Linked DNA regions of Mus musculus: region 1 is linked to region 2. Evidence: chromatin contacts called from public promoter capture Hi-C data. All regions are on one chromosome and are shown on one strand. The core of a region is the stretch at or near the end of the contact, and the rest is flanking DNA. Distances in the headings are between cores, read along the strand shown.

The links. Capture Hi-C pulls out chosen DNA fragments and counts their contacts.
Region 1: a contact with region 2 is called in a promoter capture Hi-C map of adipose tissue. A contact is called at or near these places in 3 of 130 datasets of targeted methods (cardiomyocytes, embryonic stem cells and pancreatic cancer cells) and 2 of 9 other capture datasets (adipose tissue and pancreatic islet).

The regions. Positions count from the first base shown.
Region 1 is chr15:59,245,614-59,251,540 of GRCm38.p6, reverse strand. It overlaps Gm36617 (a long non-coding RNA gene), which reads right to left and starts at 5,334. Exons shown (of 4, transcript XR_875370.3): 1 at 5,184-5,334.
Region 2 is chr15:59,049,879-59,056,411 of GRCm38.p6, reverse strand. It overlaps Mtss1 (MTSS I-BAR domain containing 1), which reads left to right. Exons shown (of 15, transcript NM_144800.2): 3 at 1,321-1,394. Among named protein-coding and RNA genes, the nearest start is that of Mtss1, 29 kb to the left of the region's middle.

The DNA.
Region 1 (5,927 bases), core at 1,216-3,715, 190 kb before region 2:
GTCACTTCTTTTGGAACATCTCTTATACACAGCCTAATAAAAATAAGGGGGAAAAAAAAACAGTGAACAAACCATTAAGCACACAAGTAGAAATGATAATAAATGGAATATTTCCTGAGATAACGAGGGGAGGGGTGCCTTAGCTTATAACTCTGAATCTATATGGCTCCTTTGAGAAGGGAATACATGTACTGAGCCTGGTCAGATGGGACTTAGGGGAACATTATAGTTTTTTTTAAAAAGAGCATCTAAGAATCTTGACCTCTGATTAGACTTCATCAAGGCCGCCATGGGCAGAGTCCCCACCTCCCACCAGATTCTAGTGGGCTTTATGTTGACAGTCCTCAACTCCACTGGAGAGTGCAGCGCCCTAAGCCCACTGGGAACTGAGGTATGGGGTAGTAAGTGAAGTCTAGATGCCTCTTGAGAGAGGTGGGCCAAGAGCTATAAGAGGTCGCAGGACAACTGAGAATCTTTGTCTAAACCTGAGAAGCTGGATGTGTTAAGTCCCACGAGCAGATATGGGATTCGGAACCGGGGAAGCTGCTAGGCTTTGAAATGAGAGAAATTCAGGGGTGGGCTAGGAGAAGGGGAATCACATGTGCAAACTGACGCCCAGAGCTTTCTGACATTTACCGTGCCCAGGTTAGGTGCCCAGGCTACATTTACTGTGGCCTTGATCACACAGGCAGCTTAGGGGGTCTGCCCCCACCTCTTCGTGTGTGCTAGAGAAGCAAATGCGCATAATACGGAATCTCACCCAAGCCTCACACACCGAGGTCCTTGTGTGGACATTATCTCCATTTTACAAATGAAGGCTTCATCTGAGGCTCAGAGAGGGCAAAAGAGTTGTCCGAAGTCACAAGTAGGCAAAGCTGGCCTTGGGGGATAGATCCAAGCACCATCTAAGGTCACATGGAGGGAAAGGGGCACAGTGGGTCTGTTCAGAAAGCTACTTAGACAGGGTATCGCAAACCTTTGGCCTAGCAGCCAAAGACGGCGCACAGCAGGTTTGGGTTTGGCGACCTGACAAGAGGAGACTGTGCCGCCTTCAGGCAGGGACCACATTTTATCTCATTTATCACGAGGCCCCTGCTTATTCCTTCAATTAAGTCCTGCCGAGTACTAGAACTCGGGTGTCAATGGTGGCCTCATCCTAGAAAGGCCTTTCTTTAGCACCGGAAGCTGGCTGAGGACGGACATCCTCCTAACCTCACTGCCCACTCTGTGGCTAGTCCCGTACTGTGACAATGGGCCCAATAATTCAGGGAAATGGAGCCCAAGTACTCGTGTGGTCTAGTAAACTTCCAAGAAGTCTAAAATACGCAAGCCTTTCTCCTGTCTAAAAGCATATTACATGGAGGCAAGGGCCTTGTTCGGGAAGCAGGGACTGCATGCCCAGTCCAAGCACAGCAAGAAAAAGGTAAGTGGCCACCTCTCTCCCTGGGAGTTCATTAAGAGCAGGAAGCAGTTGGTGGTCTCCAGATGGGAACAGACAACAAAGCAGTTGGAACATGTTGAGGTACCTGGCAGCTGCACAAAGCTGGGGGAATTGTACGGGTCTAGGGTGTAGTGGTGCATGCTTGTAATCCCAGCTCTTGGAAGGCAGAAGTAGGAGGATTAGGGGTTCGAGGCCAGACTGAGTTAAATGCCAAAAGATGAAAGAAAGATCAGTATGAAGATTAGTCCTGATGTTCAAGCTACCTTTCAATCTCCTCTTCCTGTGTTTTATATTCTTGGGAGCAGTGTGGCAGCCAGGCTCTGGGCTTTTGCCTTCAGTCATATAGCCTGTCTCTCTGGTTTGGAATTAAATAGCCACTGCTGGGAATCCCAGGAGAAATTTGTAATTGTCCTTTGTAAAATGCTAGCTAGTCTCAGAATCCTTGGAGTTTCTTGAAGCACAGCTTACAGACCTGCCTTGCCTCCGAGATCAGTTAAAGGGACTTTGAGGTGTATGTCTATAAGTTGTCATGGGCAAAGGAAGTCACTTTCCTGAACTCAAAATAACCATCTGTGTGCTAACTTTGTCTTTAAGAGGAAAGCCATACCTTTTTGGTCAATTTAAGTGGCCATGGCAGTCTTAGAGAAAAGCAAGAATCAGATATTTTGTTTCTTAAATGTCTTGAGAATTTTTTAGCACAAAAACCGGGACATTGGAGTGGAGACGGGCTCACTTAGAAGAAAAGCGACTCCTCTCAAAAGATTAAGATGACAAATAGCAAAAGAAGGCACTCTAACCCTAAACCTCACCCCTCAAAAAGTCAATTGTGCTACCAAGAATGGGTGGGACTTATGACAATTCACGTCATTCAAACAATAACAGCCAATGAGACCTGACTCATTAGGGTCACAGCCTGCTGCCGCCTCGCCCCCCCCCCCCCCCCGCAGGTTCTGAGTTTACTGTTTTTCAATGCCTCAGCCATGCTCTCCTTCCCTGATCTGTTTTGAATTTCCTCTCCCCTAATGTGTATTTATGTCTCTCTGGTTACAAGCTGACAAGAACAGCCCCTAGCATATCTGCTTCCGCTCAGGCCCTGACGTCATTTACTTAATTTCCTCAAGTTTTCCTTTCCTTTCCATTAAACCAGATGGTCTTACGAAGGTGAAGGGGGTGGGGTTAGGGAGAGGTGGCAGCTTTGGATTTTAACTAACAAATCAATGAAATCGACCAACTAGCTGACTGCTCAAAAAAAATTGCTAATTAAAGAAAAGCTATTTAATTCTGAGTACATGGAGGAAGTTAAGCAAAGTTGAATGAATGTCCTTTCTTCCTTCCTTCCTTCCTTCCTTCCTTCCATTTACCCATCTCGTTAAGAGGCTGCTATGAATAGAGCTGTATGCCAGGCAATAAAAATCAAACTGAGAACAAGCTACTGACCTCTCTCTTGAGTAACTCACAGTTACTCTTGAGGAACTCACAGAAGGCCATGCATGTGTGTGTGTGTTTGTGTGTGTGTGTGCGTGCGTGCACATATACACACACCAAGATCTATCAGCCAGGAATTTACAGAAGTTGGCATTATCAAGTTCCGCTTCTCCTAGTGAGCAGTGTCTCACAGCTTTACAAAGGAGATGGGCATCTTGGGATGCAGCCCTAAGATGGAGTAGGAGGCCATGAATGGAAACTAGAAACCACCATAAATTCAGAATTCTAAAATGATCATTCCTTGTGTATGGGGCAAAGCTGAAGGAATCGTATGCAAAGCCCAAATAAAAAGACTGTGAGATCAGGAAAAAGGATTATCCTGGGAGAGGGTGGACCAGTGAGAGGAGCCAACCAAAGGTGACACAGGAATTTAGAGCAGGTGATATACCCTCTGTTGATCTTGAGGAAATCAACCCACCTCTGGGTGCTGAGGCCCTCAGTTCTACGACTGCAAGGAACTGAATTCTACCAAACAAATTGAAGAGGTACACAGCCCTCAGGTGCAAGCCACCCTGGCTTGACATAATGGTTTCAGGTTTCTAAGTCTGTGAGCCAAGACACTCAGGCCAGCTTTCAGCTTCAGGGACACATAAGTCTTGAGGTGGTGAGCAGCAAGCACCTTAGAATGTTGGTATCTTGACTGGTCTTGTAGCAGTCCAAAGCAAGAGAGAAAAAAAAGCCGGACATTGTATCTATTACCTGATGTGGCATTGATCATATCAGAGGCTATACCAACTTAATAACATTTAGACAACCTATAAGAAAACAAAATAGGAAATACTTTCTTCCAATATGTAGGGTGTGTTTCTGATGCTTTGAATCTGCCTGGGAACACTGAAGGTTCTGCTCCCCAGTTGGTTCTTGATCGATCAATAAAGACGCTAGCGGCTAATGGTTGGGTGGAATAGGTGTGACTTTCAGGTTCCCGCAGGCAGGCTAGCAGACTCAGGAGAGAAGAAAGGACTCACCAGGCTTTGGAGGGAGAAAGAGTCACCAGCCATGTGAGGTCTAGGGTGGGGTGGCCATTGGCCACTTCTCCGACTGGGCCTGGGATAGCAGGTGGAAGATCAGAAACACAACTAAGCTGAGGGCAGATTTAGGGTGCTGAGTTAGGACTAAAGTTAACTGAGCAACTTAAACTGAGGAAAGACTTAGAGATATTGAGATGGGAGTGAAAAGAAGAGCGTGACAGCCAAGGAAGGCTTAGAAAAGCCCGGCCACTGAGCTAAAATAAAGCATATAAAAAATGAGCTAATGTCTGTGTGTGTCTATTTCATCCGTGGATGCGAGGGAACCTGGGCCGGGGTGATGGTCCACCTGGAGCTTAAAGTGGGGTAGTAGGAACTACATGTTACGCCAATATGAAACATTTTGATATTTTAAAGTGCAACAAGAATATTTTTTGGCATTAAAGAAATAGGCCTAAACATTGTTTACAAGTCCTTTCAAGTGTGATTATGTGGTCCTTCCTGACACTGTCTCATTAAAAGAGTTGAAAAGGGGAAGGCGTGGGGATGATGGAGCTACATGGCTTGCTCTCATTTACAACCCAAGACAGTGTCTGCATCTGAGACACACTAGATGACTCTTGGTTGCTGATTCTTTTATCATGTGTACAATCACGAGCTGTGCACTTCAGGTCTACACCGGATCTTAACCTCAAGACTGAGAAGCGAGAGTGTTAAGCTCTGAGGGAGATAAACATCCTAGTATGAAACTGGTGTAAAGTTATGGGCAAAGTCACTCAGATTTATCAGCTACTCTGCTGCCTCCCAGGCACCCTGCTAAGCATTGTTGTATTCATTTACAGGTGAGAAAACAAAGCCCTGGGAACAACTTGATCAAATTCATCTGGCTACTCAGTCACAGGGCAGGGACTTGAACCCTTGTCCTTGTGAATCTGAACCTGAGACTCCTTAATGTATTGGTGGTTGAGCTTGGAGGTCTCTGCATTTTAAACTTCACCAGTGAACAGCCTACAAGTACTACAGTCAACCTGACCCAGGTTGCCAAGCTGGCCCTAAAACTTAGGAAAGCTGGACACTATTGTCCAGTTTCTGATTCCTGTGGTCCAGTGACTGACCTGTGAACTTTACCAGTGTTTGTCAAATTCTTCCATATCTTTAGTTTCTCTACCAATTCCTCCCTTGTCTCGGCCCAGGCCAGAGTTCCTGCTCTTTGGCCCTTGCACCATTTCAGCTCTCCCCACCCTCCAAGCCTTGTGAAATGGGCCCAGTTCTCACTACCATTTACTCACCCACAGAGATTCACTAACTTGGGTTTGAACACACACCACAGGCTCCTTTAGGCGCAGCTCTCTGGTTCATCTCTGGTCTTTGAGGCTCTTTGCCTGGGACCCACTTCTGCCTGAGCCTTCTTAATACAGTGTGTGTTACAGTCTTGGTGGCCAAGCGCTTGCCTGCCAAGCTCTGACCTTGGATGTCCCTTCAACTCTTGTTTGAAAAGGGATTTCCTGCTGTTGACAAGATCCCTGCGTTCAGCCTACTCCCAATTGTTGAGACACAGGAAGCCAGCTGGGCTCCCACACACTCTCTGCAGAGAACCAACCCATCTTGGCTCTTCAAAGGTAACCAGAGGCACTGCAGAGGAAAAGCTTGTAGACCTTTCTTTTTTGAGTACTGTTTCTTAATGTTGGTTTTTGACATGGCATGCATGCTGGTGGCTTGTCAACCTCAGCACTCAGAAGGCTGAGAGGTAAGGGGACTGTGACTGCAAGTCCAGCTTCAGTGGCATAGCAAGACCCTGTCTCCAAAAAGTAAGACCAAACCGCCATTATTTAACTTAAGTATAACATCCTCACAGAAAGTGTAAATATAACTACTCAGCAGTCATTAGCCACCACAGGGGCTTAGGTTTCTGACCACACATCCAACCAGTGACTCTTGTAAGTTTGCCCACAGTGTTCCTCAAAGGTAACTACTATCCTTTTTCCTAGCACAGTTGGTTAGTTTTCGCCTTAAATACAAATTAAAGCACTTAA
Region 2 (6,533 bases), core at 137-2,636:
TCAAGCCAGCTTGTCAGGTATTCATCATAAGTCAGAATGAGCTATTTATAAGTCTCAGGATGTTTGATAGAGGTAACTTTTTCAATGTTTGCAGTTGATGTCAACACTTTAAAAATATGCATGAAATGTGTGCATGTGTGCATGTGTGTGTGTGTGTGTGTGTGTGTGAGTGAGTGAGTGAGTGAGAGAGAGAGGGAGGGAGGGAGGGAGGGAGGCAGGCAGGAAGGGGGAGGGAGGAAGAGAGAGGGGAGAGGGAGGAACTTTTGTTTAAAATTAAGCAGAATATATTCTTGATCTGTTAGAAACTCTCAGACCTGATTTTGAAATTTGGCTTAAAGGACCTCCTAGAAACCTCTTGTTCCACAGACACTGTTGCTGTGTTTAAGACAGACCATTTCTTTTTCTATATTCCGAACTCTAGTCTCGAGGCTTCTTCTTGTAGTGACTTTACCTTCATAGGAGGAAGGTTCAGTAGAGACTGGAGACATGTAATAAACACTTGAAGACTATATCAGTCTTCGAATTTGGTTTGAAGTCCTTGCCTGGTAGGGGACTTTTGTTGGTTTGTCATGGTTGGGATCCTGGTCATTCCTCAGTTCGTGATGTTGTAGGTCATCGAGTGCCTAGTGCGTCCATCTGGTTGTGCTTACGGGCATGGGTAAGGATTAAGGAGATTGCCAAGGCAGGAGCTAGCCTTAGTTCTCCCCAGTGTTGCTTTTAGGACTTGAGAAGATGCCTCTGAAAGAGCATCCTGTGCCTGAACAAAGCAGAACCCAGGGTTTTAGTCTTGTATGGTTGAAGATTTAGGGAGCAAGGCTGTACCTAGCTAGCACCCTGTGTCTGCAGTGGGTTGAGCTGGGCCTTGAGTCACAGTGGCAGGTCATCAGTCACTCTGGTATGAACCAGTGATCTCTAAAATGTCTTTTGACTTGTGGCCTCAGTTTTCCTTTTTTTTTTTTTTTTTGGCAGTGAAATGTTGATCTTTCTGCTCTCCAAGATTTGGTTCCCTGCCAGTTCACGTGCACATAAATTACTTTCCTACTCTCAAGCAGATGTCACCTGTGCTGTCTATACTTTAATGATACTTTCTTCTTTGGGGTAGAAACCCCTCCCTTTTATTTCTTTGCTTAAAGTTTCACTTGGTAGCTTCCACAGCCAGGCCTCCTTTGGGGTTGAGTGCTAGGGAGAGAACGCTATCTCCTGCTAGCTCTCGTCCCTGGAGGGTTCTGCTTGCTGCGGATCGGAGGCTTTAGCCCAAGAGCTGAGATGAATTTGCCAGGGAGACATTCCTCACGCTTTTGTTATCTGTTTGCATTTCAGGACAACAGTAGTAGCAGCAGCTGCCTTCTTGGACGCCTTTCAGAAAGTGGCTGACATGGCCACCAACACACGTGGTGAGCAGATGGGAGGCTGCCTTCCAGCACTGACTGGATCCAGCACGTGGGCTCTCTCTCTCCCCCGGGCGGCTTCCCGAGAAGATACGGCTCGAGTTATCAGAGCCTGGCTGACTCACAGTTTTCATATATTTTTAACTCCGTGGGGTTGCACACATTAGAAGTTGTAACTAGTTCCCCAGATAGTGAAGTGTGTGTGAAGACTAGACAAGAAAGGAAGGGAGCCACTGTTCCTTCATGAGGCGGCTTGCTGTGGGTGTAACTCGAGGGATACGCTTAGTATAGAGCCTCGAGCTGCACCTTTGTCTTGCTGTGACTCCTCCAGCAGGTTGCCTTAGGCTCTCCCATGGTACCTCCTGGAACGGGAAGTCCTGGAGATGATGATGTGGCTACTGTCCTGGGTTCTCCACAAACAAGGAATCCTTTTATGATAGGCCCAGTATCTCGAGGGCCGTAACTGTCTCTCTGTCCCCAGTCTTAGGCTGCAGACCCTGTGAACAAGAGACAGAGTCCTGATGATACCCCACTAGACAGAGTGTCCAGAGCCTAACTGATATTTAAAATATGCTTATGAAAGCAGTGACCAGAAGGTGAAATCTTTTGAAAAGATTTCATGGTTTCAGAGAATCCCAGGAATATTCGTGACATGTGAGAGGTGCCAGAAGAAAGTGGATAGTGTAGGCCCACCTTCCTCTCAGTCCCATACAACCACTCTGTCTGCCTGCTCCTTGTCTGGTCATGCTGGGCTCCCTCGTTACCTGCATAGCTGTGAACCTGCTCTAACTTTGGGTGTTTAGTGCAAAGCTGAGGCTCCTTCCCATACCTCCAGTGGTTCATCACAACCGGCGGTGGGCACTTAATTAAATATTTATAGATTGAGACTCCAGCTCCTTTTGTTGCAGGACTGTCACGGGACCACAAGAGCCAATATGCCTCCCCCTTGTCCCCAAAAGGCACACCGTTGAGTAGGGAGACTGAGATGTGTAAATAAAGAGTGCCTGTGCAGAAATAGTATGTGTGGTAAGGTAATAGCCGAAGCTCACAGCACCAGGGGAATATCGGAAAGTGAGCAATTAACCTGGTGCCAGGGAATCAGGGACATTTTCCCAGGGGAAGTACCATTTCTCCTCCTTTCTGAGACGCCAACCGCATCCCAAAAACATTCCCATGGAAATACGACCGTGACGTCAAGCATCAGACTTCCTTAACCTGGTTTGTCTGTGTGGTGAAGGTACTAACTAACCCATGTAATTTTGAAATGCCTTTAAAATGACTTAGCTTAGATGTACCTGTTGTAGAACCTTGGGGAACCTGGATTCTAAAGGAGCTTAACATGCAAACCGATGTTTGCTGTTGTGAAAATGTGACTGACTGTCCATCCGTGTGGTGTCTCTCCTTCCCCCCTCAGCCGTGTCTGGAACTGTCAGTCATACATGCGTTATCTACTTTGTGCAAGTGCCGTGGTGTGTGTGGAGGCCAGAAGCCAGCTTGCAGGAGTTGGTTCTCTTGTTTCTAACGAGTGGGTCCCATCTTTGGCAGCAGCCGAAATTACCTGCTGAGCCTTCTCTTTTTTGAGACAGTCTTAAGTAGCCAAGACTGAGTGCCTTTGAAGGCATCTGAGGATGGCCTTGAACTTCCGGTCTTCCTGCTTCTGCCTCCTGGGTGCTGGGATGACCACTGTGAGCCTCCTGCCCAGCGTGGGATTACATTCTCAAGGATCTAGAATTCAGAGCATGTTTTTAGACTTTCCTGTTAAATTACTGGGTGGGTCCTGAAGGGGCAGCAGGAAGGGTGACCCCGATTGTCTATAATTTCCTGTGGGAAGAACCTGTGGTTTTGAAGAGGCTGCTCCCAGAGTCCCTCTTGGGGGGGCGGGGAGGGGATTGGAGGGCCTGGAAATTCTCATGCTTCCAGGGGAGGGGAAACGGCAACTGTTGGAAGAGAAGCAGGAAGAGGCTCTCAGTGGAGGTAATGGGTCAGAGCCAGGCTTGGGGGCTGGGGAGGTGGGGATGTCTGCTGCTGTCGGCCTGTGTGTCACTGTGAACAGACTCCTGTGTGATGTATCTTTAAGACATTTGGTTTCAGGTTGTTTTTGCAGTACAGTTTAGAATCCAAAGTGTGGTTGCTTTCTTTTATTGGATGTGGGAACCTGTATGCCTTAAAGAATATATGGCTGATATGAGCTGTTTCCATGGTGATGGTATGAGAAACTTGGAAGTACTCCTTATTCCAACAATTTAATTTAGTAAAAAAAAAAAATTGTACTCTTTACAAAAAAAAAAAAAATCTAAAAACTGCATTTAGCCTTGCCCCTCTTAGAGATTAGGTTTAATGTCCTTGGTAATCATTTTTGTCACCCTCAGTGTGTATGTGATTCTGCATACGCCTCCTCAGATGGCCACTCCTGGGAAACGTTGAAGCCCCTTGGCTTCTGCTCCACACTACGGTACCGATACCGTTCCTCGCCGTCGCCTGTAGATGCGCCTCGCTGTGTCTAGTAGACAAATGGACTTCCAGTGCCTGGATAGAGCGAGTTCTAATTATTATTCTGTGGCTGGATTTGTATCTTCCCTAGGTATTTGCCATTACAGGCTGTGGTGCGGGCAATGCTTGTACATCTATGAATGTCTGGTGTGTGTGTGTGTGTGTTGCTCTCATCTTAATTTTGTTATGTGCTTAGTACGTATGTCCATATTTATGTATACCGGTATGCCTGTGGCTGTGCCTCATATGAAGGTCAGAGGTCGATAGCAGGTGTCTTCCTCCCACACTGATCTCATCATTTCAGCCTGTCTTTCTGGCTGGTGACTCTAGGGTCCGCCTGTCTTTGCCTGTGTCCCAGTTCTAGCCTTAGAGGTGCCTGCCACCACACTCCGGCTTGTATGGTTGCTGGGATCCAAACTCAGCTCCTCATGGTTGGGCGGCAGTGCTGGCTCTCCAGACGAGTGACCTATCTTAGTGGTCTGTGTGTCACCACGGACAGGATGAGTGTGTAGAAGGCTGTTCACGTGTGAGCTTAAGGGGGCTCAGAGCCGTTTACTGTGCTGAAAGAGTATCTCCCAGGCTGGCTCTTTTGCTCGGAGACTTTAGATGTAGTGTTTAAACATCTCTCTAGTTAGAAGTTGGTAAAAGAGAGTTACCACTGCCCCCTCCCTTCCTGTTTTCCTCTGCCCTCCCTTCCCCTCCACCCTCTTCTCCCCCAACCCATGTCTTTCTCTTCCTCCTTTGTCTCTTCTTTAGTTTTTTGAGATACAATCTATGCCATCTACTGCCACCATACTATGAGGTAGCACAGCAGAGTGTCACATCTCTGTCTAACTATCTTAGTACCATTCGCCTTTCCCCATCAGCCTTCCTTCCCCAGCCCCCCGGTAACCACCATTCTATGTCCAATTCCTCCCTCCCTCCCTCCCTCCCTCCCTCCCTCCCTCCCTCCTTTAAGATTTATTTATTTATTATATATATATGAGTACACTGTAGCTGTCTTCAGACATACGAGAAAAGGTCATCAGATCCCATTACAGATGGTTGTGAGCCACCATGTGGTTGCTGGGAATTGAACTTGGGACATCTGGAAGAGCAATCAGTGCTCTTAACTGCTGAGCCATCTCTCCAGCCCTGAGTTCAGGGCCATTGAATATCTGTACCATATTTCCCCCCTTTGGCTGACAGTGTCTGTTTCTTGACCGCTGAGAACTGTACTGCTATAAATAGCTACAGATGTGTCTTCCACATGCAATTTCCTTCCCTTTAAATATTACTCAGGGGGCCTTGCTAGATCATATGCTAGCTCTATTTTTAATATTTGAGGAACCTCTGTGGTCCTCCAAGTGACTGTACTAATTTATGTTTCTATATACACAGGGAAGAGTTCCTTTCTATGCATCTCTGTCAGTGTTGCTTTTTGTCTTTTCCTCTTCTCTTCTCTTCTTCTCTTCTTCTCTTCTTCTCTTCTTCTCTCTTCTCTCTTCTCTCTTCTCTCTTCTCTCTTCTCTCTTCTCTCTTCTCTCTTCTCTCTTCTCTCTTCTCTCTTCTCTTCTCTTCTCTTCTCTTCTTTGTGTATGTAGCCTTGCCTGTCTTGGAACTTTCAACTGTAGTGCAGCCATTCCATTGAGCTGAGCCCTGACGTCTCCTTGTCCTGCGTTGCTTTCTCTTGGAGCCTCTCTGCACGCATCTCACACACCTGCACCGTTTGCGGACACTAACTGTAGAAGCACATCTCTATTGGGCTAGTATTCAGAATGCCAAGATAATTTTAACTAGGTTTCTGGTTCCAGAATATTCACATTTTTGTGTTATTTCTCAAAGGAAAGAGCTCTGAAAGGTTTGTTGTCATTCTCATGAGGTGTTTTAGCATGAGTTATTAACAAAATTTATGAAAATCTTCCACAAGTAGTTACTATGTGGATAAAAATCAATTTTCATAATATGCTTACCTTGTTTACAATATTGAAATCTGGACTCCATTTTGATACTGATTTTCTAAATAAAATCATATAACTTGATTAATCTCATGTATATATTATTTATATAATATATACATATATAATGTGTATCATGAAATGATGGAATTTGAGTTTATTGGCAATAGGCACAATTCTATGTGCTTAGTTTATACTCTGGAATTAACATCTTATTTATGTAAACTCTGAACATGCTGTCTTTCTTCAGATTCACTGGCCACAACAAAATTAGTTGGTAGGTCTTAACTGTCTTTGATTTTTGTGGCTGTCTCAGGAGTATGCGTTTGTCAGGGTCAGTTACTTACAGACCGAGGAAAGAAAAGTAAGGCAAGCAAATGGAAGGCTTCTCAGTAAGTATGCTGCGGCAGACGGCCGTATGTGCTGGGGAGAGCACCTGCACACCTGGGAGTGCTGTCTGATCCAGGCGCCCGCTGTGTGCAGCCTCTCAGGACTGCTCCTCACAACACTGTCTGCTTAGGTCAGCAAGGGCCTTTGAAGAGCACAGTGCTGAGTGACTTGGTTTTGCATGTTTTTGCGTGCCACTGTAAATAGGTTTACATCTTTGAAAACCCATCCTGGGAATGTGCAGATGATGATGTGCCAGGACCACTCAAAGGAGCTCAAGGTTTTCAGGAGGAGAGAAATGGGCTCCAGGCAGAGTAGAACATGTCTAAAA